Regions from separate parts of the Mus musculus genome. Here all the other regions are linked to region 1. A link is a contact called in public promoter capture Hi-C data. All regions are on one chromosome and are shown on one strand. Each heading gives the region's core, a stretch centred on a gene start, on an enhancer-like site or on the middle of the called end of the contact. The rest is flanking DNA. Distances are from core to core; before and after follow the strand shown.

Region 1 (3,421 bases), core at 235-2,734:
GAGTAATTTTCTACTCTTCTGTGTGACCTCTATGTCATCCTGTCCTCACACTTAAACTTTACTTCCTGTGGGAGCCTTCCAAATCTCCTGGGCCAGAATAACCTGACACACACAGTGTCCCGTGTCTTTTCCTTAAGACACCATAATTTTAATTACCTATGTGGTGTCTCTTCCCTCTTTTAATCTGTAAGCTGAATGAAAGCAGGAACTCTCTTTTGCTTTCTGGGTGTTAGCACCAAGGACAGTGTGTCATACCATACACCTATTTGCTGAGAGTGAGTGAGTGAATGAATGAATGTCCTTCTAGGTAACACGTGCTCATTTCTCAAGGATCCAGGTCAGGTGCGTGTCTTCCAGGTGGGATGCAGCTGAACCAGATTCTTTTGGGGATCTTTATGTCCGGCTTGGGATCCAACATGGTTTGTATTTCCTAGGTGCTTGTCAGATTACAATGGATTCTTAGCCACAAGTCAGTAACTGTACAAGATGAGTGATGGACATAGGGAGTTTTGTTACACTGCTCCACTTTTGCACATAAGTGCAAATGTCTATAACAAAAATTTAAAACATTCATATTTACCCAGGGATAAATGAAAGTATATTCAAAGTACTTTGGAGTACTTGCTTTGAACAAGCCAGAGATTGATAAAGTGACCCTGCATTAAGAGTATGTGTGTGTGTGTGTGTGTGTGTGTGTGTACTTTTCCACGTCAGGGAAATTCTTTAGAAGATGAACATAAGATGAAATAACAAATTTAGATTTGGGCACTGTTAGACTTAGATGCATCTCCAATCAGTTTTTCAGTATGTTCAGAGCCCACCGAGCCCACAGCTCAGGGGACAATGCTTTTGGGGTTTCTGCCCCTCTTTGCCCTTGATGTCAGGGATCTGACCATTAAGATTTGCCTCATTGTCTATCCAGGGCCTGCAGTGAACAGGAAAATAGCCAAGTACAGCATTTCTGTTTAATTTCCACTCAGTTCTCCATTTGGTCCTTTCCTAGAGTTAATTTCTACCCTGGAGTGCAGTGGGGGGGGGGGAGGCGGGGTGGGGGACGCTGTGTCATAGCTTTATATTCAGAGGCACGGGTAGAGTGTAAGAAATATCTCAGTTCTGGTTTAGTTTAACCACTTACTCTGTTACTGAGGGCAAGTCGTGTTACCCTTCAGAATGTCAGCACCTGCCTCTCAAATCCCGAGAACAACAATTGTGGGAATTGCACAGCGCTGGTTTGAGGATGAATGCAAGCAAATGGTTGAACATAGAGCCTGGTACAGAGTAAGCGGTCAATAAATACGCGCTATTATTATCCACAGGACGTCAGGGAGTGCTACCACAAGAGCCAGAGAGCAGCCGGCTGCCAGCCTCTTGAGGCGCAGCCACGGTCCCAGCACCCGTGTCTCTCTCCACCCTCCTCCTTCCCCCCTCCCTAGCGGATCAGACTCCGTGCTCTAGGCGCGTCTCCCGGCGTCGGTGCAGGACCGACGCGGAGGTGAGTCCACGGTGGCATGGAAGGGGAGAGCTGGGCAGGGTCCTGGGAGTTGGGTGCAGCCGTGCGGGGATAGACAGGAGGCCTGGGACGCAGGGCTTGCGAGGGTCAAGGGTCTGCAGGGTGCGGCTGGGGCAGCTGCAGCCAGTGCGGCTCGCACTCGCTCGCGCGCCCCGCCCCGGCCAAGATGGCGCCCCTCCCCCTCCCGTGCGCGGCTCCGCCGCTCGGGGCGCGGCCTCGCGGCCTGCGCGCTCCTGGGCGGGGGATGTTGTGATGGAGAAGCTGCGGTGTTGCGGGAGCCTTGCAGCTTGAGCTACCTTCGCCACCTGGGCCTGGGGCCTCGCCGCGCAGGTAGGTGCTGCTCCGTCTCCAGCCCAGCCCCGGGAGCAGGATCCCCAGCCTCAGCAGCCCTTAACCCTTGCAGCCTCTTCTTCTCAGAAGTCCAGGTCTCCAAGCCAGGCCTGATTACCCCCCACCCAACTCCCTTCGCCGCCTTCCTACCGCGGGCCTGCAAAATCACCCTCCGCAGGATCACTTTGGTCCTAACACCGACCGCTCCCCAAAGCTTTGCTTCTTGATCCTCTAGGATGCCCGGCGGGGGCGGGGAGGAGGGGGTGAGCGGGGGGGGGGGGGGGAGAGCGAGGGGCGATAGAAGAGTGGGGGAGGGGACGTCTAATGCTGGGAAGGGGACTTGGATCCGGGTAGGAGCCAGGCCGTGCGATTCCAGACTAGAGCCCCAGGCTTGGGATCTGTCAAGCTGCATTCTGTTGTCCTCAGCGACCGAGGGGTGTGCCCTGGGACCGGCGGGGTTCCCATCTCAGCCTGACAGAGAGGCCTAGCAGCGACTAGAGTGCTCCTTAGGAGCAGTTTTCCCTCTCCAATTCAGATGTTATTTCCAGCCTCTTCCGAGTCCTGTTTGTAGGTTGCATTCTGAGCCCCTAATTTCCCATTCATTTTAAAAATCCACTCCATTCTGTCTCTGACATCCACCGAAGCTTCTGAGCAAGGTCACTGGAGCCCTCCTTGTAACTCCAATGGACACTTGGCGGCTGTGAGCCCATTACCACTGAGTATGTGTCAGTCTCCTTGAAGCATTTTTTTTCCTGGTTTTCCTCCTAGGCACTGTCTATTGCTTTGAAGTGTTCTCTTGTCTCGTCTCTGCATATGTGATGCTATTCTGGCCTGAGCTGCGTTCTTTCACTCTGACCTTTTCCCTTGACCATTTCTTGCATGTCTAACTCTTTAAATTTCATATATAAGCTGCTGAGTCCCAAATTTATTTGTCTGGCCCAGACCACTGCTGAAATGCAAACTCATATATACTCAACTGTCCTCTGACATCCTTTTGAACAGTTCAACAGGAATTCCAAACCTACAGATTTCAAGGTGAATTAATTAACATCTCTTGTTCCCCTCATACCTCACTTACATGTCTGTTGTTCCTTCAGCCTCTCTCAATGACATCTGTCCATTCAGTTCAGGTTATGGTCACAGTGAGGTGGGGTCTGAGCAACATTCACCCTCACCTCTCGACATCAGATCTCACCAAGCTCTGTCATGCCCACGACTTCAATATTTCTCAGGTCTGCTAATGTCACTGGAGCTCAATTGCTGTCACACTTAGTGAAGACAGCCCCCCTGACTGCTCTTGTTTATTCCCTCTTAGTTACACAGCACTCATAATGGTCGTTTTAAAAATGCATCCAATCATTTATTCATTTAACAAATAGGATTTGAGCACCTAATATTTACAAGGCACCGCGAGAGGTACTAAAGATGTCATAAGAAAACAGAATAGACTGGGTTCACGTCCACAGAGAAGTGATGTCTTTGCAGGAAGTCAAATAAGAATGACATTGTAAAGATAGTCAGCATCATGAAGGAAGATGCATGGTGCGCTGAAAGATCCGAAGAACAGAATCTAGGCTGTCA
Region 2 (3,421 bases), core at 263-2,762, 230 kb before region 1:
CTAAAATGAAACTATTTTAAAAATTACTCCTTTTCCATTTGAAATGTGTTATTTGTTCTGTCCTAGTAACTCCAACTGTGATGAATTCATTTTAAATAAGCCCTAATATGATCATCATTTTGTTAAATACTAGAGCTAGACTATATTTTCACCCAATTCCTCCCAGAAAACTGTTTTCAAAGAGCCATAAGGATGCTGAGCAATGGAAGGGAACACACACACACACAAACACACAGAACTTTTTTTTTAAGAAAAAGTATTCATCCACCCAGAGACCTAGGGAAGAACCAAACTGTAGTGCCGAAAATAAATAAAAAAAATTCAATGAGATGGTTCCTAGTGATATTCTGCTAGATTCATAGATTGGTGCCTAACTCAGTCGTCATCAGAGAGGCTGCCTCTTGCAGCTGATGGGAGATGTAGAGGCCCACTGACAAACATTAAGAGGAGAAAGAACCTGGGTTGGAGGCCTACATAAGGTCCCGCCCCTTGGAGCTCGGGAAACCCAGCAGAAGACAAGGAAGAATAATTGTGGGAGCCAGAGGGGTCGAACACAGGTGAGGACAGCCTGTAGAATCAACTGAGCAGGGCTTATGGAAGCTCAAAGAAGGGGCAATCATGGAGCCCTCAAGGTTCTGCCCTAGGTTGTCTGCAAATGTGTTATAGTTTGTTGGCTTGGTTTTTTGGGAGGACTCCTAATAGTGGGAGATGGGATGTCTCTGACTTTTTTGCCTGCTCTTGGGACTCTTTTCCTCCTAGTGAGTTTCCTTGTCCACACTTGATGTTAGGGTTTGTGCCTGGTTTTTGTTTTTTTGTTGGTTGTTGTTGTTGTTTGTTTGTTTTTTGCCCCACCCCCTTGTGCCTGGTTTTATTGTGCTTTGGTTGATGTCCCTAGGAGGTCTGCTCTTTTCTAGGGGGAGAAAGGGGAGAAAGGAGAGTGGGGGCTGGGAGGAGTGATGGGAGAGGAGGCTGCAGTCTGGGTATATTGTATGAGAAAAGAATAATTTTTTTTTTTTAAATGTCAGGTATTTGTCCATTACTTTAGCTTTTAGTGCTAACTTAGGTTTTTATTTATGTCAATAAAAGAACATAATACCTGCAGCTTTCCTGGACATAATTTATCTCACTATCACTAATAAAGACTGGGTTTAAACTGGCATCGTCACAAAACCAGCCAGGACTGCAACTCCTCAGGCAAGAGCGCCACATTCCACCACAGGCCCACCCCTCTGACGCAGTTCTCCTCAGGTACTCACTTTCCCGGCATGCTCCGCCCGGAAGGCGCCTCCTCCAAGAACGCCCCAGCCAGCCGACGCAGTGCAAGAGAAACCCGGCAGGGGGCGCCGAGATCCCAGTTCGCCACAGAGCACCGCAGACCTTGAGGCCCGCCCAGCTCGTCGCTCCAGAAACGTCAACACGTCGGGCCGCCCTCCCTCAGACTGCCAGCTAGGCAGGCTCTGATGCGCACGCGCAAACGCGGTAGCCACGCGCCGAGTTACTGCGCATGCGTCCTCTGAGACGTGCCTCCGCCCCTCTGCTCCCCCTCTCCCCGCGCGCGCACACACAGCTCGGAGTTTCCCTTTCCGGGCCCCCGAGAGGAGGGGCTGAGGTGAGAGCATGAGGTTGTCGCTGGCTGCCGCTATCTCCCACGGCCGCGTCTACCGCCGCCTGGGCCTGGGTCCGGAGTCCCGCATCCATCTGCTGCGGAACTTGCTCACGGGCCTAGTTCGCCACGAACGCATCGAGGCGACATGGGCACGCGCGGACGAGATGAGGGGCTACGCGGAGAAGGTGAGAGCCAAGCTATTCACCGCCGGGTCCAGCCTCAGACCGCCGCTCTGGCCGTGTGTGGGGAGTAGGGCCACGCTGGGAGAACTTTCCACGGTAGCGAATTCCCGTGTGGCACTCAGCTGAACGCGTCACTCCTGCGCAGCAAATGGAAGGCTGGTTGGGGCTCCGAAGGAAGGAGCGCCCAGAATTAGCTTAGCTGGTGGGATGGTTGGATGAAGGTAAGACAGAAGAGTAAGGTGGGCGCCTCGGTTCTTGACTCGTCTTGCATCCATGTGTTTTGTCCTCACAGCTCATCGATTATGGAAAGCTGGGCGACACCAACGAACGAGCCATGCGTATGGCTGACTTCTGGCTCACAGTGAGTGCTCCCTACCTGCTAGTGAGGAAGGAATCCTTAGAGAACCGGGTACCTGGCAGATTGAAGGCAGGGCATTCTTTTATGTACCAGACTTGCGAACTACCTTAGACACGTATTTCTCTTATTTGACTTGGGTAAAATGAGCATCCGCATAACTTCCTGTAAGTGTTTCTGTGTAACTTGGTACCTGAATGGGTGGTGGGAAAGCCTGTGAAGATGGTTTTGAACCCTACCTCTGGGAATAATCTATAGTTAAATGCCTCTACAGTTGTGACTATTTTTTCTGATTAACTCTCCCCATCTAGGAGAAGGACTTGATCCCAAAGCTGTTTAAAGTGCTAGCGCCTCGGTTCCAAGGTCAGAATGGGAACTACACAAGAATGCTACAGATCCCGAATCGGAAGGAGCAAGATCGGGCCAAGATGGCGGTGATAGAATATAAAGGGAACTACCTCCCTCCCCTGCCTCTGCCTCACAGAGACAGCAACCTTACTCTCCTAAACCAGCTGCTCCTGGGACTGCAGCAGGACCTGCACCATAACCAGGACGCAAGCCTCCACAGCTCCTGTACAGTTCAAACACCAAAGACTTAACTGGAGCTGGAGAGTGGTGCATAGGTGTGGTGCCCGTGTTCGTGGGTCTTGGAGCTCGTGTAGTGTGTGAGGCCTGGAAGTAGCATTGTAAAGCCCCCTCATAATGAGACCCAGACCTCCCTGCTGACTCACACGATCCTCTTTGCACAGAAGATAAAAGTCTTAATATGAATATAAGATATTGACTTTCTTGTCCTTCCCTAGGATTTATGGAAAGTAAGAGGCATCCAGATGCTCAGCCTCCTAAGACAGTAAATTCACAACTTAGGTTCTAAATTCTAGGTCTAGTTTTGCTTGTTTGTTGGAGGGGAGGGGATCTTGCTGTGTAATCCAGACTATATCCACCATGCAGCAGTCCTCCTGTCCCTGTGTTCCCAAGTGTTCACCACCACACAGTGCCAGTTTGCTTTGGTTTTGTTTTTTCTGAGACAGTTTCTTTGACTGTCTTAGAACTCTGTTTGTAGACCAGGTTGGCCTTGAACTAAGCGATCCACCTGCCTCTGCCTCCTCAGTACTAGGATTAAAGGTATGGGGCACTACCTCCTGGCTCAGTTTGCTTATCTCAACACTAATTTAGATGGGCCCTGTACCTCTTGATTCCAAACCATCTTCCTATGGTGACTGGCTGACGTCCAGCATAGAGACCCACCGTTGGAATTCCTTTTTTGCTTTTATAAGT
Region 3 (3,421 bases), core at 585-3,084, 160 kb after region 1:
CCTACTTGATCGTATCCCTATCTCAGGAAACCTGCCTTCATCCCCAAGGGCAGAGCAGGCTGGAGATGCCCCTCTTGTATATACACTGTCTTTCTTCTCTTCCTGCTGCCACTCCTGGCTTACTTGTCTGTTTCCCCTAGAAACTCGGAGCAGGGCTGTGTCAGTTTTGTTAAACTCGACCCTTGTTGCCTAGCACAGTTTCTGGTTCAATAAACATTTTCTGAATGAAAGAGTCTAAGTGACAGTGGGTAAAAGCCAAACTGAGAAAGCATGAATTGTTTCATAAGCTGAGTAAATATGTAGATTTATAATTTATTTCAATGTTTACATCTTGAACATAGAATCCAACTCCTTCCCTTTCCATTTACTGAACCCAAGCTCCTAGGTTCCACCTCCCACCCCCAGTGAAGTTACCAGACCCCCAATTACTTTGGATGTCCACATCCCAATCAGACCCTCTTGTGGGATTTCCAGGCAGTGATTGTTACCCGTGGTCTCTGTCCCTGTGTACTTGGCTGCAGACTGCTGAGACTGCAGTCTGTGTCTAGTTCATTCCGTGTCCCCAGTGCTAAGCCTAACAAACGTTCATTAAACATTGCAAGCAAATATAGGGATGGGGGGGGCATACATTTAAAGATGTTCATTGAAGCAATGAAGATGCTACTGATGGAAGGAATGAGTCATTTTGAAGCTGGGATGAGGGAAAGCAGTACGAAGGGAAGGTGACACAAAGGAATGGGGTGACTGTTGCCAGGGGAAGTTAGTTCTAGGCAAGTGAGAAAAGGGATATTTGGGGAGCTTTGGAAGGGACTTGGGGACCTTCAGAGAGACAGAGAAAGCACATAGGTGGATGAAGGACCCTGGGAGCAGAGGAGTTTGGGGACAAATGAAACAAGAAAGGTAACTTCCCCCAGTGCCTGCTAAATTCAGATCTGAGAATATTTCATTCGGAAGGTTGGGGTAGAGGGGGATGATTACAACTCTTATTCATGCAGTCCAGAGAGCTTCTACCCTCACCGGCCCAGCCTCCTTCTTTTGCCTTTCTTTCCCTGGTTCCTGCCTCTCCCTCAGTACTGGCTCTGTAAACTGGAAAAGAAAGCTAGACCCTCTGACAAGAAGAGGTCCTTGCTTCCCAGCTGTGTGATGCTTAACTTGAGAATGATCTAGGTAGCTAATGGCAGGGCAAGTATGAGGCCAGGGCTCTGAAGCATGGTGTGAAGGTGTTGGAGTCAGGAGAGCTTGGGAGCCAGTGTGTGGAGGGGAGGGACCTAGGTGGGAGCTGAGGAAGTCCTATCAGGGTAAGCTATGGGCAGCTGACAGTGTAGAGGTCAAAGGGGTTCTCGAATAGTGCTGTGTGGTGCAGTGAGAAGGGCTTAGGGAGGCACCCACCTCTGGTCCCGGTTCCGCGGATACGAGGGGTCTCGCAGCTGAGGTTGCCGGCGCTACTGCTGTTGAGGAGGGAGACACCCGGGCGGCACAAAGAAGACCCTGACCCGGGTCCTGGTCCCTGCAAGCTGCGGTTCAGCTTGAGCAGATCCATGGCTCCTGTGAAGTCCCACTCAGCTCCAACTAAGCTAGCTCCAGCACCGGTTCCACCTGCTCCCGCGGCGCTGCTCGCTCAGGCTCCCGCCCACCACATCGCCAGCCCCTCCTAGTTTCCGCCCCCTGCCCTGGCCCCTACTCCTCCACTCTGCCACCAGCCTTCCCTTAGACCCAGCCGGTCCCAAGCTCTGGGCGGCTTTTGTCCCACCAGGTGACTCTTGGCGCGCCTCCTTGGCTCCAGAGTTCCGTGCGCGCGCTCCTGGGTGACTGCACTCCAGGCAGGCTCGCCCCCGCGCTAGGTTCTCCTTCTCTTAGAAATGTCTTTTCTGCCCACCTCTCATACCAATGTCCCCAGTTCTGGAAATTCGTGTGTGTGTGTGTGTGTGTGTTTACACGTGCGCCTGCTGGAGGGGATGGTGTGATGGGGTAGCTGCTGTGCGGTCCAGCATCTTTCTTTGGTGGTTTAGAAGACGTGGTGATGGCGGTGGTGATCCGGTTTGAGTCCCAGGGTCCCCGCTACAGAGCAGGTGCCTTAGTTTGTCTGGAGCCGCAGTTACCGAGTTCTGCCGCAGTGGCCGCAGTGATAACCACAGTATCAGCTACCTTAGCTCTTTCGTGAAGGCTAGCTTCTGCCTTTGTACATCCCACCTCCTATCTGAAACCCCAAACCCAGGCCTTTTCTTCAAAGACTCGGAGGGTCCTGGAGGGCCGCAGTTGCTCACAATGGAGACTGTACAAGGAAAAGGGCTAGAGTGGACTAGGGCACTGGGGGCGGCGGGGAATTGAGGTGAGAAATGCACTAAATGAACTGAGTTGAGGTGTGGTAAGGGTTCTAGTTCTGGCCCTGACTAGGGTGAAAGATAGGGAGCAGGCAGCTTGGTCATCTACCTAGTCTCTAGGCAGCGTCCACCCCCACCTGAAACGATGATGCTCCATTTGCCCTCAGCACGGATACAGCAAGGGAGTAGGGTGCTGGGTTCCCATGAGAGGGGATCAGAAAAGGACTGGGTCACTGGAGTGTGGCGGGGGCGGGGTAGGGGTTGGACAAAACTGAAGGCGCCAATGAAGTGGATTCCGCTTCCTGAGGCAGGACTGGCCTCCTCTACTTTGTGGCCTTGTTTCGACCAGTGTCATCCATTCCAAAGAAATTCTAGTGTGATGTGAAATATCTTTTGGGATCCCAAAGTGGCTGTCAGAGGTTGGGGGGGGGGGGTGGAGACAGAGGAAGAGAGAATTAGAGTGGGGGTGGGGTAGTCTAGATACATGGGGAATTCGGATTCAGTATCCTGACTGTTTTGGAAAGGACCTGATCAGTCAGCATTGAGTTCATAAGGACTGCAGAGCTGGAGGAGGGGCTAAGCCTGGGATGTCATCACCCCCTCCCTCCACTGTCACCTCTGCTTGTCTGAGAGCCCGGGATCAGAGGAACCTGGTGTTTGCTCAGCTCCAGCACAGGTGGCATCTCTGATAATCCGATGAGCTTTTCCCACATTGGATGACGGTAGCACTGAGAAACACGGGGACAAAGGGAATGTAGGGGGGAGAGAGAGGGACATGGATGTAGCTTACACTCACTTATCCAGAAAACTATGTATCCAGGTATTAATTATGGGACTTTTGTGCCACCCTTTCATGCAATGAGTCTGTCCATGAAGAACTCCCACTTAGAGGGGATTTTACCAAATAAGCCAGAGTTTGCAATACACAGTCCTACAAAAAATCATTAGGATGTGCACATTGAACAATTAGGAAATCAGGGCTGTATAGATGCTTCAGCTACTAAGAACTCTTGCTTCTTTTGCAGAGGATCTGGACTTGGTTCCCTAGCATTGACAAAGTGATTCTCAACTCCAGTTTGAACAGATCCATTTCTCTCTTC

The links. Promoter capture Hi-C pulls out the DNA fragments that hold promoters and counts their contacts. Capture Hi-C pulls out chosen DNA fragments and counts their contacts.
Region 2: a contact with region 1 is called in a promoter capture Hi-C map of neural stem cells. The contact joins the promoter of Mrpl17 here to the promoter of Apbb1 in region 1. A contact is called at or near these places in 17 of 39 promoter capture datasets (the 3T3-L1 cell line, 3T3-L1-derived adipocytes, the C10 cell line and 11 more), 1 of 15 datasets of contacts at CTCF or cohesin (embryonic stem cells), 5 of 484 Hi-C or Micro-C datasets (CD8 T cells, cerebellum, embryonic stem cells and 1 more), 9 of 115 datasets of contacts at active chromatin or transcription factors (craniofacial prominence, embryonic forebrain, embryonic stem cells and 3 more) and 3 of 9 other capture datasets (adipose tissue, liver and macrophages).
Region 3: a promoter capture Hi-C map of adipose tissue shows a contact between it and region 1. The contact joins the promoter of Cckbr here to the promoter of Apbb1 in region 1. A contact is called at or near these places in 3 of 39 promoter capture datasets (embryonic stem cells, liver and pre-B cells), 5 of 484 Hi-C or Micro-C datasets (cerebral cortex, embryonic stem cells, nephron progenitors and 1 more), 2 of 115 datasets of contacts at active chromatin or transcription factors (both in embryonic stem cells) and 1 of 9 other capture datasets (adipose tissue).

Annotation. Positions count from the first base shown.
Region 1 is chr7:105,579,554-105,582,974 of GRCm38.p6, reverse strand. Apbb1 (amyloid beta (A4) precursor protein-binding, family B, member 1) reads left to right here and starts at 1,484. Exons shown (of 15, transcript NM_001253885.1): 1 at 1,484-1,840.
Region 2 is chr7:105,809,178-105,812,598 of GRCm38.p6, reverse strand. Mrpl17 (mitochondrial ribosomal protein L17) reads left to right here and starts at 1,512. Exons shown (of 3, transcript NM_025301.2): 1 at 1,512-1,791; 2 at 2,081-2,149; 3 at 2,455-3,421. The coding sequence starts at 1,618. The coding sequence ends at 2,742.
Region 3 is chr7:105,424,144-105,427,564 of GRCm38.p6, reverse strand. Cckbr (cholecystokinin B receptor) reads right to left here and starts at 1,834. Exons shown (of 5, transcript NM_007627.5): 1 at 1,390-1,834. The coding sequence starts at 1,540.